Linked DNA regions of Mus musculus: all the other regions are linked to region 2. The links are chromatin contacts, called in public HiChIP or PLAC-seq and promoter capture Hi-C maps. All regions are on one chromosome and are shown on one strand. Each heading gives the region's core, a stretch centred on a gene start, on an enhancer-like site or on the middle of the called end of the contact. The rest is flanking DNA. Distances are from core to core; before and after follow the strand shown.

Region 1 (4,207 bases), core at 1,152-3,651, 690 kb after region 2:
TATATATATATATATTACATCATTTCCCCCTGTCTCTCCAGTTCCCATGCCACCTAACTTATATCCTCTAAAAAATGGCAACCCCTTTTTCTTTCATCATTATTATTACATATATTTCCCAAATTTTATTGGGCAATTTCCCAGATTTGTATTGTTACCTAATACAAAGTGGTCAGCTCTGAAGTCATATACACAAAAGCAACAAAAACAGATCCAGATGGTTTTATTTATGTATTTGTGTACACACACACTCGCACACACACTCGCGCACACACTCGCGCACACACACACACACACACACACACACACTCACACAGCATGATTCTTGCAACCTACACAGATCTCAGCTCAACTGCTCCCAGTTCCAATGAGATCCACTCTCTTACTAACCTCCCCCTGGTTTGGAAACGGAGGCATATGCTTAAGGTGGTGGAGTGGAGATGTGAAACTATGGAGCTTAGATATCACAACTTCTCTTTTAATCACAAATGATAACAAGACAATCTGTTGTCAGTCACTCCCCTCTTAAGCAAGGGTGGGTCTTCATCACCTCTCTCTTTACTAGCAAAATTATCCATTTCGGTGGATTGCTTGTTTGAGGAACAAGTTGGGTATACAGATCATCAAAAGAAAACTTAAGACACTTAAGACCTCTGACATAAATGTGGATATGATAGTGAACCACCTTGTTGATAAATAGATGGAAGGCAACAACTTAGTCATTGCTTCTTCTGTGTTGAACTGTTTCTCCAGTTTCTTTTGTCCTATCAAAAACCCCAGCATCTGGTTTCTACAAGAGGATCCACGTGGTTTTCATTGTCATTAGTTCCAGAAGAGCACTGGTTATAAAAACACCATGCTACTTGGCAATACATAATGAATTGTCAAAAAAAATTATAAACATTTTCACAGTTTCAAAACACCCATTTCTATCCTTGATCTAATGTGTTGGGGTTTAAAATTACAGAACAAAGGGGAAACATTTTCAATGATCTTGCAATTAATAAAGACAATTTCACAGTTTTCTTTTTGCTTTGGCTTGGAGAAATGTCAAAACCACCATCATGTTATGCCCATCAGCTTCGAAGGATAATACGTGTCATCCAATGTTTAACTAACATTTCTAGAGGATTCATTATTCTTACTGTGTGTTTGGCTGAAAGAAATGTGTTCTAAATACTACATAGTGTTAACCTAGGAGCTGTTTTTGTTTGTGTGTAATTAACAACTTCTCTTATAGAAAAATGAATTTTACATTGGGGACTACCAATGGCTGTGTTTTTTATTTTATTTTATTTTATTTTATTTTATTTTATTTTATTTAGCTGTTCAGCAGTATGCTAACAACAGGAAGAAAACATATATTCAAAATATTGTAAGCTTCAGGACTTGGTAAGAGAGAGTAAGTTTAGCTTCTGACCATGAAATCTTATTCTGTGGCTGCCTTTTTTAATGGCATCTCTTGAGGTCAGTGGCTTTGAATTCTCCCAATTGTATGGGGTCACTCTGGCAGCATTGACCAAGTAGAAAATATTCAGGCAGAAAGCACAATGGTCGAAGTCATCCTCCGAGTGTCCTACTCTCTATTTCGTGCAATTGACTCCATGGCTCCCCACCAGGATGTCACTGTTTGACCAGTTTGCTTTAAAACAGCTTAATTAGCTGAAAGAAAAGCTATGTCTGAGCATGTTTGTGAGAAAAACATAAAAAGCCCTTTCCTTTCAGACAGCTCATGCTCTGACTTGTCGGAAAAGTTTGCTTCAGAAACAAGACAGCATTCCTTTCATACACAGTCAGGTCCTTGACGACAAATTCCTCTGGGATTGGGAAATAACTGGTTTGCAGCCACCTTCATGTTTGTCAATTTGGTTCATGTTTTATAGATTAGAGTCTATGTTTTTTTAAAACCTGTTTGTCCAAGACAAACAGACAAAGAACCATTATCATGTTTGTGGGCATAATAGAATCCTGCATGGAAAATCTTAACCTATGTTCTACAGGCAAGCCAATGAACTGTTAACAAAAAGGGCTATTTTTTTCCCCATGGCAGTTTAGAAAGCTTTGTAGATTTGTTCCTTCCTTATGTAGATCAAGAGAGTCTCCCCAATTTAAACAATATTCACAAATACTTCTGTAATGATTAATCTTGACTGTCAACTTGTTGAAATTTAGAATCATCCAAGGGACCAAACCTGTAGGTGTGCCAAAGAGGAATAATTAAGGGGGTGTGAGATCACCATCCCATGGGCTAGTTAGGGTCCATGGCTGAACAAGAGGGAGAAAGCAAATGGGATGACATCACTCTTTCTTCTTTGGTTCTTGACGACAGAAACAAGGTGATCAACCTCTTCATGATTCTTTTGCTGTACCTTCTCTATCATGACCAATCTCATTCTCTGAACCATGAGCCAAAACAAACACCTGATTTCTCAAGTCTCTTGTTTGTTTGTCACACATTGGGTTACATTAACGGCAAAAGTAACTAATATGGAAAACTGGTATCAAGACTGGAGTTATTTCTGTGTTAAACCTTATCATGGGATTAGAGGCCCTGGAGACAATTCATGGTACGAATTTGTATCTGTAAGTAAAACAATCCCCATAATGTTGTAAGCAGAGCTTAATGGGTCATTCTGGTGGGAGCGTGGAAGTTTTAATGCCAATAGAAGGAAGCCAGTGAACACTGTATTCATGTGATCTAAGAAGGGAACAAGAACTCTTTGAGTGGCTGGGCTTGAGGTTATTCATATTATGACAAAAAGATCTAGCTGTTTTCTTCTCCTGTCCTGAAAACTTGAGGCTAGAATGGATCCAAAGACTCTACACTAAGTTTTTCTGCAGAAGAAATTCAAGCTGTGGTATAGTTATTGCCTTTCTACAATGAGAGGGAATGGAAAGTTAATGTGCAATCTAGTAAGAGTGAGTTTTACGCTTCATACAAAGCAGGAGAAAGCAGCTGCAACGGTCAAAGCTATTAGAACAATCACTCACTCTTTGTGGCAGGAACCTCCACCAATGTATGAAAACGCAATTATTTGAAAGGAGACAGCTTTAAATGAGAATGTTGGGCAAGGGTTCCTGACTTAAAAACAATGAGTAGAAAGCGGTATCCCAGGCTTAGCTGCCAAGCCATATAGAAGTCACTACAGCTCTGGCTGAAGGGGATGATGTTACATTTTAAGCTGGGAGGCTTGTATATGGTACCTGCTTTTGTAGACCTGGAAAATTTAAGAGTTATGAATTCATGGAGGCTTGCCCCCATGTTCCAGGAAGCTGATGGTGCCAGTGTGTAGCAGGTTGGCACTGAAAGACTTTCATTGCATGGAGCCATGAAAGTAAAGTCTAAATCACAATGAAGACCCCAAGATATTGGAGATGCTAGGAGTATGGGGTTTATACCCAAGTAAGCTGTAGGCACGGAGTGGAACTACCCACGAGAGAGACTACATCTGGTGCAGACAGAAGAGCTGGAGGGGTAGCACCACTCGAGTGATTCCATGATGAGCCCCAGATGTGGAACATGGAATTGTGAGGCTCTGTGTTGGCCATGGAAGGTTTCAGTCCTGCTTTGATCTAACGTTTCCTTGCCGTACCTCCGTTCTTCCTTTTTGGCATGAGACTGTTTATGCTATGCTGTTGTGTGTTGGAGGGATGAAAAGAACTTGTTTAGAAAAATATTTCACAGGGACTCACATTTTGCCTAGAATCTATGGAGAAACTTTGTGCTCTTTATTTGATTTTGGGAGTACATTTTATTTATTCTTTGGTAATTTCATACATATACAAAGTGTATTTTGGTTATACCTATCCCCAAATCCCCTCTTCTAGTTCATCTCAGACCACCACCATGCTGCCCTACTCCCGACGCCATGTCCTCTCTCTATTTTAAAAACTGACCCACCGAATCCAGTCAGTGCTGTCTATGCTTGTTTGAGTGTAGAGCCATTTCCTGGAGCATGAGCAACCTACCCTGGTCACATCTCAGAAGAAAATCCACTCTCTCCCCCCACTTCCATAGTCTTCAGTAATAATAAGTTCCCAGTTATGACTGGATTTTATGTGTCTCTTCCTTAATCCATTTGTCTGACTTGAGCATACACAGGTCATCTTCATGGAACTGTAGCTGCTGTGGCTTCATGAGTTTAGTTGCCCCACCACCTCCAGAAAACATTTTACCCCCACTGGAATCTTGACAAACTTTGGCTTT
Region 2 (3,750 bases), core at 599-3,098:
TCAGAGCACAGGCTGCACAGGAAGGAAGAAAGGCCTTGGGGATAAGAGAAAAGGAGATGAAGCCAAGATGGGCGTCAGACAGACTCTAGAGCTGGGAATATAGCTGGTGATCAAGAACTTGTCTGATATGGACCTGGCCCTGAGCTCAGTTCCCAGAATCACAGAACAGCAAGCCACCAAACAGAACCCTGGGTTCTGGGCTCAACATGACCTCATTTCAGAGACTGCATTAGCATCAAGCAAAAAATATCTCACTTTGAAGCAATTACAGCTTACTTAAAAAACTTAGTGGAGTGACTAAAATGAAAACCATCAAATCAACAAAATATACAAGGGCCGAAAAGGATGCAGAACAATCTCACAGGACGCTCACAGAAAAAGGTGTACAGCCACCCTAGAAGTGGCAACGTCTTACACAATCACATTGGAGACAACAATGTAAGTATCTGCCATAAATGAAACCAGTGACGTAAAAACCAACATACGAATATTTGCAACAGTTGTTTCTCCTACCCAAACCTAGGAGTGACTGGACGTCCTTAAGTTGGGGACAGGGAAGCACTAGGTGCTAGGGCAGGGAACTACCAATGCACATCACGGTGTGCTCAGATCTCAAATACATTAGGCTGTGGGGGCGGGGGGCGGCACCCCTGCAAAGGTTACATGGTATGCTTCCACTTAAGACTCTGGGAAAAGTCAAAGCAAAGATGGAAAATAGATCAGTGGGTGGGAAATGAGCCAGAGGGAGCTCTGGAAGACAAGACTCTAAGCCCTATCGACAGTGATGGTTATACATCTATAGCTACGTTGACAGTCTACTGAAACAACACATTTAAAAAACAATTAAAAACTCCTTTACTAGCCGGGCATGCCTTAAATCCCAACACTCGGGAGGCAGAGGCAGGCAGATTTCTGAGTTCGAGGCCAGCCTGGTCTACAAAGTGAGTTCCAGGACAGCCAGGGCTATACAGAGAAACCCTGTCTCAGAAAAAACAAAACAAAACAAAACAAAAAACAAAAAAACCAAAAACAAAAAACCCACCTCTACTTATTCGAGAATTTCTAATGTATTGATTTTTTTTTTCTGGCAACTTTTATGGAACGGTCTACTGGGCTATCTCATCTTTCCAATGCTCAATCTATTAATCATTATTATAAAGGATGTGCCCCCAACTCTTGGACCAACTGAAATTCCTCTGCTAGGAGAAACCAGTGGAAACCTCAATCCAAAGTAATGGCTTTAAAATATCATTTCAGTTTTGGAATGTTTGACCTTTTTGTCCCTCTTGGGCATCTCTCACTTCTCTGACTTGGCTGTCTGTCCCTCCTCCATTTTGAATGGTTGTCTATCCTGTCTGCAGTTTTTCTTTCTGATCTTTCCTGGAGTGGCCTTCAGACCTGACCTCGTGTCTGTTCCTGCAGGTTCACCAGTTAACTATCTGGCATCACTACTGACACTTTTCCACCTTTTCTTTTACTCAGTTGTACTCACTAATATGTTCGGGTCAAGCTTAAACTAATGAACCAATTAAAAGTGGATCGCCTTGTGTCTTCTTTTTACCTGTGATCCTCTGACATCTCAGAGTCCCAAACCGGCCTCCTTTTTTTATACCCACTGACAGGCCAGTGCCTACCTAGCTCTATCCAGGGACCTCAGAGTTAAGTCTGGAGACCAAACTCTCTCTCCTTTCTTCCTCCATCTGGTCTACACAGCTGCTCTGAAAAGAAGCTCTCCTTCCAGGTTCCAGAGCAAACCGGCACCTCCCGAACTCAAGCACAGCTGTCCCAAATGGGCAGGGTAGGAGGAAAAGGACCTCCCTAGGAGAGGGTGTGTTTGTGCTAATTGTGCAACCCAGCTCTTTAATTCTGATTAACAAAGCTTTATCAAGACAAGCCTTCCTGCTCCAACAATACTGTTCTAGCCTCTTGGCTTGACCTTTGGCCTCAACATATCCATCATGCCTAACTGATTTCCCTGAACACTCACTTTGAGCCTTTCACATTTGTCCTGTCAAGAAACTTTAGCTCCTCTCCTGTATGCCTTTATTTCCCCTCCTCCTCCCTCTGACCACACATCACTCCCTGTTGTTTGGCGGTTAAGTGCTAGCTGCAGCAGGTGCTCCGGGATGACCACAGCCAGAGTGGTCCATCCTTCCTCCACTGAACCCTCACGACCCGTACACATTGGCCTGTGGATTTCCTTACTAAACTCAAAGATCATATTCATCAACCTTCCAAACTCCGTCATTTTAATAACCCATGGAAAGTACACATTCTTGGTTAAATTAGTCTAAGCCTCGATGTCTTTAGTTCTTGTACTAACAAGACTTGAGTATGTTTTTTAAAGCTCTTCGAATAATTTGTTTTCAGGTATCATGACACAAGTGTGTGAATTCTTTAGAGACCATGCCAGTGTAAATTTGCGTTTCACACACATACCTAAGCTATGACAACAGCTGACTTCTCTTCAACTTACCAGTGGTTCTCAGGAGAGAACCACTGACTTAGCGAGATGTGAAGTTTGCCCCCTGAAGCAGCAGCAATTCTAGCTTCTAGGATCTGAATTTCAATAGGGAGGGGCTTACGTCACAGCATAAGCACAACCTGAGTGTCTACTTTCTATGCTTATTTGGGGACAACAGAGGCCCTTCTGGCTTAAATAAAGATCACTTTTTACTCTGGAAAATTTCATACAAGATACATGACCACAGTAAGAAAGTCTAAGTCTGGGCTGGAGAGATGGCTCAGTGGTTAAGAGCAGTGACTGCTCTTCTAGAGGTCCCAAGTTCCAATTCCCAGCACCCACATGGTGGCTCACAACCATCTGTAATAGGATCTGATGGCCTCTTCTGGTATATCTGAAGACAGTGACAGTGTACTCATATACATAAAATAAATAAATGTTAAAAAAAAGGGGGAGGGGGGGAGTCTAAGTCTTTCCACCAAGAATCCTGATTTTTAAAAACAACAACAACAAACAAACTCCATTCTAGGTTGTAAGTAATATCTTCCAATAGAATGGCAACAGATCTCACCAAAACATATGGGCATTAATTTATTCCTTGCACATCAGACTTTGGGCATCACAGATTAATCAAAAGCAGCATGAAACTTTAGCTCTGTGGTCTTTTTAAAGGAGGTTGGCAAATGGGATTTGCTCTGTGTAGCTGATTTCCATAGCTTGGAATCATACTAGGTGACACACAGAATTCCAGCTCCTAGTTTTGTGATGTGATGACCTAGGAATTTGCTCAAAATAATATTCTAATAAAAAGGACTTGACATCCTCTAGTGGTGAAACACAAATCTGTTTCTAAGACAACAGCATTTTCTAGTTCTTGCTTCCCTTTGACTATGGACAAGGAAAATACCCCCGTAAACCAAGAGAATGGTTCTACCTCAAGAAAAATGACTTTTTAAAAAATAATATAATTGTAAAAATTATAACATCATCACAACCCTTGAGCAAAAGCTAAACATATCTGCAGAACTGTTTTCTGAATGTTGCATTGATATAGTACCCTTTAAATACATACTATGCTGCCAAAGTTCACTCTATTTGAGTCCTATACATACACAAACATAGGCCTTTAATCTTGAACATATCACAGGTATTGTTTCTGTAATAACCCGAGATTTTAACCTCAAGTCTTGAAATACAGCCTTAGCACAAGGACATAATTTAAGAACCACTCAAGGTTGGATTCTACCTCAAAGTAATTATATACAAAAGGAATACAAAGGGAATGC
Region 3 (3,865 bases), core at 281-2,780, 900 kb before region 2:
TGAGGGACATTTGGATGTTAATGCCTGTCAGGAAGTTACAAGTGGGAGAGGACTTTAAAGCGGTCTTAAGTCTATTTGGGAGTTACCTTTCCTACAACTTCCTTTCACCCTGCCTAAAGCTTTCTCCAGTGTGCATTTTCTTTAGCCAAAGAACTCGCCTTGAGGAGAGTTTACAAGCTATTAGTTCCTTACAGAATACACAAACCAGGGACAAGTAGAAAATTAAAAATTGTGTTGCAGGAGACAGAAAGTGGGTACTTTTTGCACTCCTTGGCACTTTTAAGGGGAGGAGGGAGCTGCAGCAAGACAGACACCAGCCTACAGCTTTGGGAAGGACCAGTGGGCAGTAAGTGGGGGGGGGGGGGGGGGGTGTGTGACATTAAAGGGAAGTCACTTCATCTAGATGGAGCCTAGCATGACAATCAAGGAAGACATTCTTTTTCCTCCTTTTAATTTTAAAAAATATCCTTTTACTCTCAAATTCTGGAACTTAAGCCAGGAATTAATAGTCCATTTATTCAGTCATAATATGTTTTAAACGGGGCTTCAAAGATTAGCATGAAAATCAATGATTAGGAATAAATAATTGTTTGCAGAAACAAAAGGCAATCAGAACCAGCATATCAGTGTCTGTGTACGAAAGCGTAGCTGATGTCGCTCAAAGTCCTTATTTCAAAGGCGAAGAAGTCCCCTAGGTCAGTATAAGCTGCGCGTGGGCTGCAGGTCTCCCAGCATGCCACCAGGCCAGCAGCGGCAATTAGGACAGGTAATTAGCATGCATTCCGAAGAAGCAGCCCTGCTGGGTGCCCCTCCTCCAGGACAGTCCACCTTGGGCTCCCTGCGGTAGCCTAGTTTCAGCTTTCAAAAGCCATGTCTGCCTCACTGGGAAGTGTTTGTGCTCTCTTCTTCTCATTTAGTGAACTTGAGAAGGAACAAGCCCCGCTCACTGGTGTTGCTACGGAGACCCCGGCCAGAGCTGAGGTGGACACAGGTAGAGTGGGAGCTGAGGGAGCTGAAGTTCCTACGCCGCTAATCAACCAACAGCCCCTGTGGCGGGAGCAGAGCTGGGCAGCTGCCACAGGCTCCCCGGGCATGACAAGGGCAGTCAGCAGGCACTCCAATCTCAGAGCTGAGTAGCTCTCTGGCATACTAGTGCATCGCCTTTTCAGTTTTCCCATCATGAGGATGAAAAATATTCCATGCTAAACATAAGCAATGGTCATATAGACAATACATGCATTAAAGAGTAGTGAATGATCACATCTTGGGCTCCGTTCTATCATAGTGTACCAGGAAGACTGCGTGCACTTACTTTCACTGGCCACATGATTAGCTGGAAAGAACCCTTCCTGCCCCTTTCTTACGCTGCCGTACCACCAGTCTTCATTATCTTTGAAATACACTCGGATAATGTCTCCACGATGGATGGTTAGTTCATCTGATCGGCTGGCTGTGTAGTCATAAAGAGCCACTACCTAAGAGAGAGATAAGACCACCACAGCTTTATCACAACTGTGCCACAGAAAAAGCCCCAACACTCACTTCCTCTTGCAGAAGAGCAGCTGAAACCAAAGCAGGACTTTGGCAAGTCTGAGGCTGTCTCAGGGGTTGCTAATAGGATCAGGGGTGGTGGGAACACAGCAGGAGAAGCAAGATAAAAGACTGTGGGATTGAGAAATGGCTAAGAACATTCAACACACCAAGATTAGCTTCAAAATACCAGATGTTAAAGTTTGAAAGTGTGAAGCAAATTAAAAAAAAAAAAACCAAAAAAAAAAAAAAACCCAAAAAACAAAACCCATAACACACCATTCCCTTAAGCACTTTATAAAACTCCTTTAGGTCCTGTCCTGTGTGCTAAGCAGATGCATCTGAAAGAGAAAAATGCAGGTTATCAGCATTACAAAAAGGAAAGGCTCAATGGGACAACCTGGCCATTTAATTCCGTTACCATCCCGAGTTGACTGCTCAAGTCTCTTTTTGAGAGAAACTTTTCTTGAAAAACAGCTTTTGATATTTTTATACCAACAGCCTAAATCTCCTGACTTCCCTGTAAAGGCTGATCTTTGTTAGCTAGGAACTAAGAGGAGAAGTCCTAAGACAATCCTCTCCTTTGTTTTATGACACTACCCCTTATATTTGATTTGTTTTTGTTTAAAGAAAAAAAAAAAGCACAAGTCAAAACTGGTGCTGCTGCCTGGCTGAGGGTTTAAAAGCCCTTTCTAGCATCTGGGGGAGCTCAGTCCACCCAGACCCGGTGCACTGTAGAGAGTGGGGCACAGCGGCGTGCATGCACATGCCATTCATGTGTATAAATATGCTTACTTTACCATTTTTCCCAAACAAGGCTTCAAAATGTCCATGTTACAAAACTGTATCATGGAAACACACCGCTGTAGGTCTTTGTAACTAGGCTGATGGGTTCTTTCACTGACTATTTAAATCCTAATGTGCATGGTGTTCCACCCTCGATTAGAGTTCACGAACTGACAATATGTATGCTATATTAACACATAGCATTAATATATCAATAACTGACATTAATATATCAATGCCTGATGATAGATATCTTAGTAATGGATATTTAGCTTTCACTAAATTTTCATAAGCATCCACTGATGAAAGAGTCTCTTGAGAGACAGGGTTCCATAAGACAGGCCTGGCTTCAGATTGCCCACTATACCTCTAATGGTATATACCCAATGATCAATGGTATATACCCAATGATCAGTGGATGCTTTCTTAGTATCCAATGCAGCACATTATAGTATTATGAAGTAGTAATGAAACAGTTTTATGGTTGGGTCACCACAACATGAGGAAGGAACTGTATTCAGGACTACAGCATTAGGAAGGCTGAGAGCCCATGCTCTGAAGCAATGGGACAGTTCCTGGAGCATGTCACCATGGTATTATTGCCATTTAGGCACAGACTTGTTACCCAGCGAGGCAATGAAGTGCCTGCCAAGTCAACAGTCTACATTCCAGCCACGGAGCCTGATCTTTGGCTAGACTCTCTTCTCAGGCTGGAAAGCCATGGCAGAAAGGACGTGGCTCAGGAGAAGCTGCTGAGCGGTATGCAAGGATGTGGTATGCAAGGATGGGCTTGCATCTAAAATGCTAGCAACTTCTCATCTGAAACAACGTATTCTTTGGTTGAACTTGGCAGTAAATTATAAATAAATCATGACCTTTCTAGCTACAAGATTTTACTGTCTAAGTGTTCAAGCAAAACTGGACAAACAACAACAATAAAAACCAATCAACCAAACAACAGTAGGCAAAATCCCAATAAGAGGTTTATCCCCAATGAATAGTATCTGGCCTATTCTTTTGATATGGCAGGCCTCCATGTCTGTTTGGAAGGTTCTCAGTGATTGTTCTCTGTAATACTCCACGTGGTATGTAACCACCATGCATGCATGTAGGACACTGTGTGTATGTCCCCTGCATGTGTGTAGGACATTATGTATTTATGTTCCCTGCATGTATGTAGGATACTGTGTGTGTGTGTCCCCTGCATATATGTAGGGCAAAATTGTTTTCTGCAATATGATTTGACTCTTGAGCTGAAAGCATAGTTATGAATTCTTTCTATAACAAATGTTTAAAGATATGCTGGTGTGTTCAGGCTGGTAATGTAAGATATGGGAAATGAAAAGCTTTATAAAATCCACTTTGTTTATATACAGATGGTCTCTGACCTGTAAACTGAACTATCATTAACTGGGAAGTGCATTTAATATACCCAATCTATCCAATAAGCATGGCTTATCCTGACATGTAAATGTACCTTAAGAATTCATAGTAAGCCTACACTTGGAAAAAAATAGTTTATTCACAATAGTGTGTTGAATATTGCATT

What was found. Promoter capture Hi-C pulls out the DNA fragments that hold promoters and counts their contacts. HiChIP or PLAC-seq counts read pairs in DNA pulled down with a chosen protein or histone mark.
Region 1: a contact with region 2 is called in a promoter capture Hi-C map of the C10 cell line, with 3 times the contacts expected there. The contact joins two enhancer-like sites. A contact is called at or near these places in 3 of 39 promoter capture datasets (the 3T3-L1 cell line, the C10 cell line and pre-B cells) and 1 of 9 other capture datasets (liver).
Region 3: an H3K27ac HiChIP or PLAC-seq map of embryonic stem cells shows a contact between it and region 2, with 2.8 times the contacts expected there. The contact joins two enhancer-like sites. A contact is called at or near these places in 3 of 39 promoter capture datasets (hippocampal neurons, liver and neutrophils) and 1 of 115 datasets of contacts at active chromatin or transcription factors (embryonic stem cells).

The regions. Positions count from the first base shown.
Region 1 is chr10:19,462,200-19,466,406 of GRCm38.p6, reverse strand. No RefSeq gene overlaps it. Among named protein-coding and RNA genes, the nearest start is that of Gm33104, 22 kb to the left of the region's middle. Within about 2 kb of position 2,401, at least 28 of the 459 cell types and tissues checked have an H3K27ac peak or open chromatin away from gene starts, as enhancers often do.
Region 2 is chr10:20,151,834-20,155,583 of GRCm38.p6, reverse strand. It overlaps a transcript of Map7 not described here. Among named protein-coding and RNA genes, the nearest start is that of Map7, 17 kb to the left of the region's middle. Within about 2 kb of position 1,848, at least 14 of the 459 cell types and tissues checked have an H3K27ac peak or open chromatin away from gene starts, as enhancers often do. A contact at or near this core is called in embryonic stem cells, where this site is marked.
Region 3 is chr10:21,052,591-21,056,455 of GRCm38.p6, reverse strand. It overlaps Ahi1 (Abelson helper integration site 1), which reads right to left. Exons shown (of 24, transcript NM_026203.3): 20 at 1,313-1,475. Among named protein-coding and RNA genes, the nearest start is that of Gm20149, 10 kb to the right of the region's middle. Within about 2 kb of position 1,530, at least 93 of the 459 cell types and tissues checked have an H3K27ac peak or open chromatin away from gene starts, as enhancers often do. A contact at or near this core is called in embryonic stem cells, where this site is marked.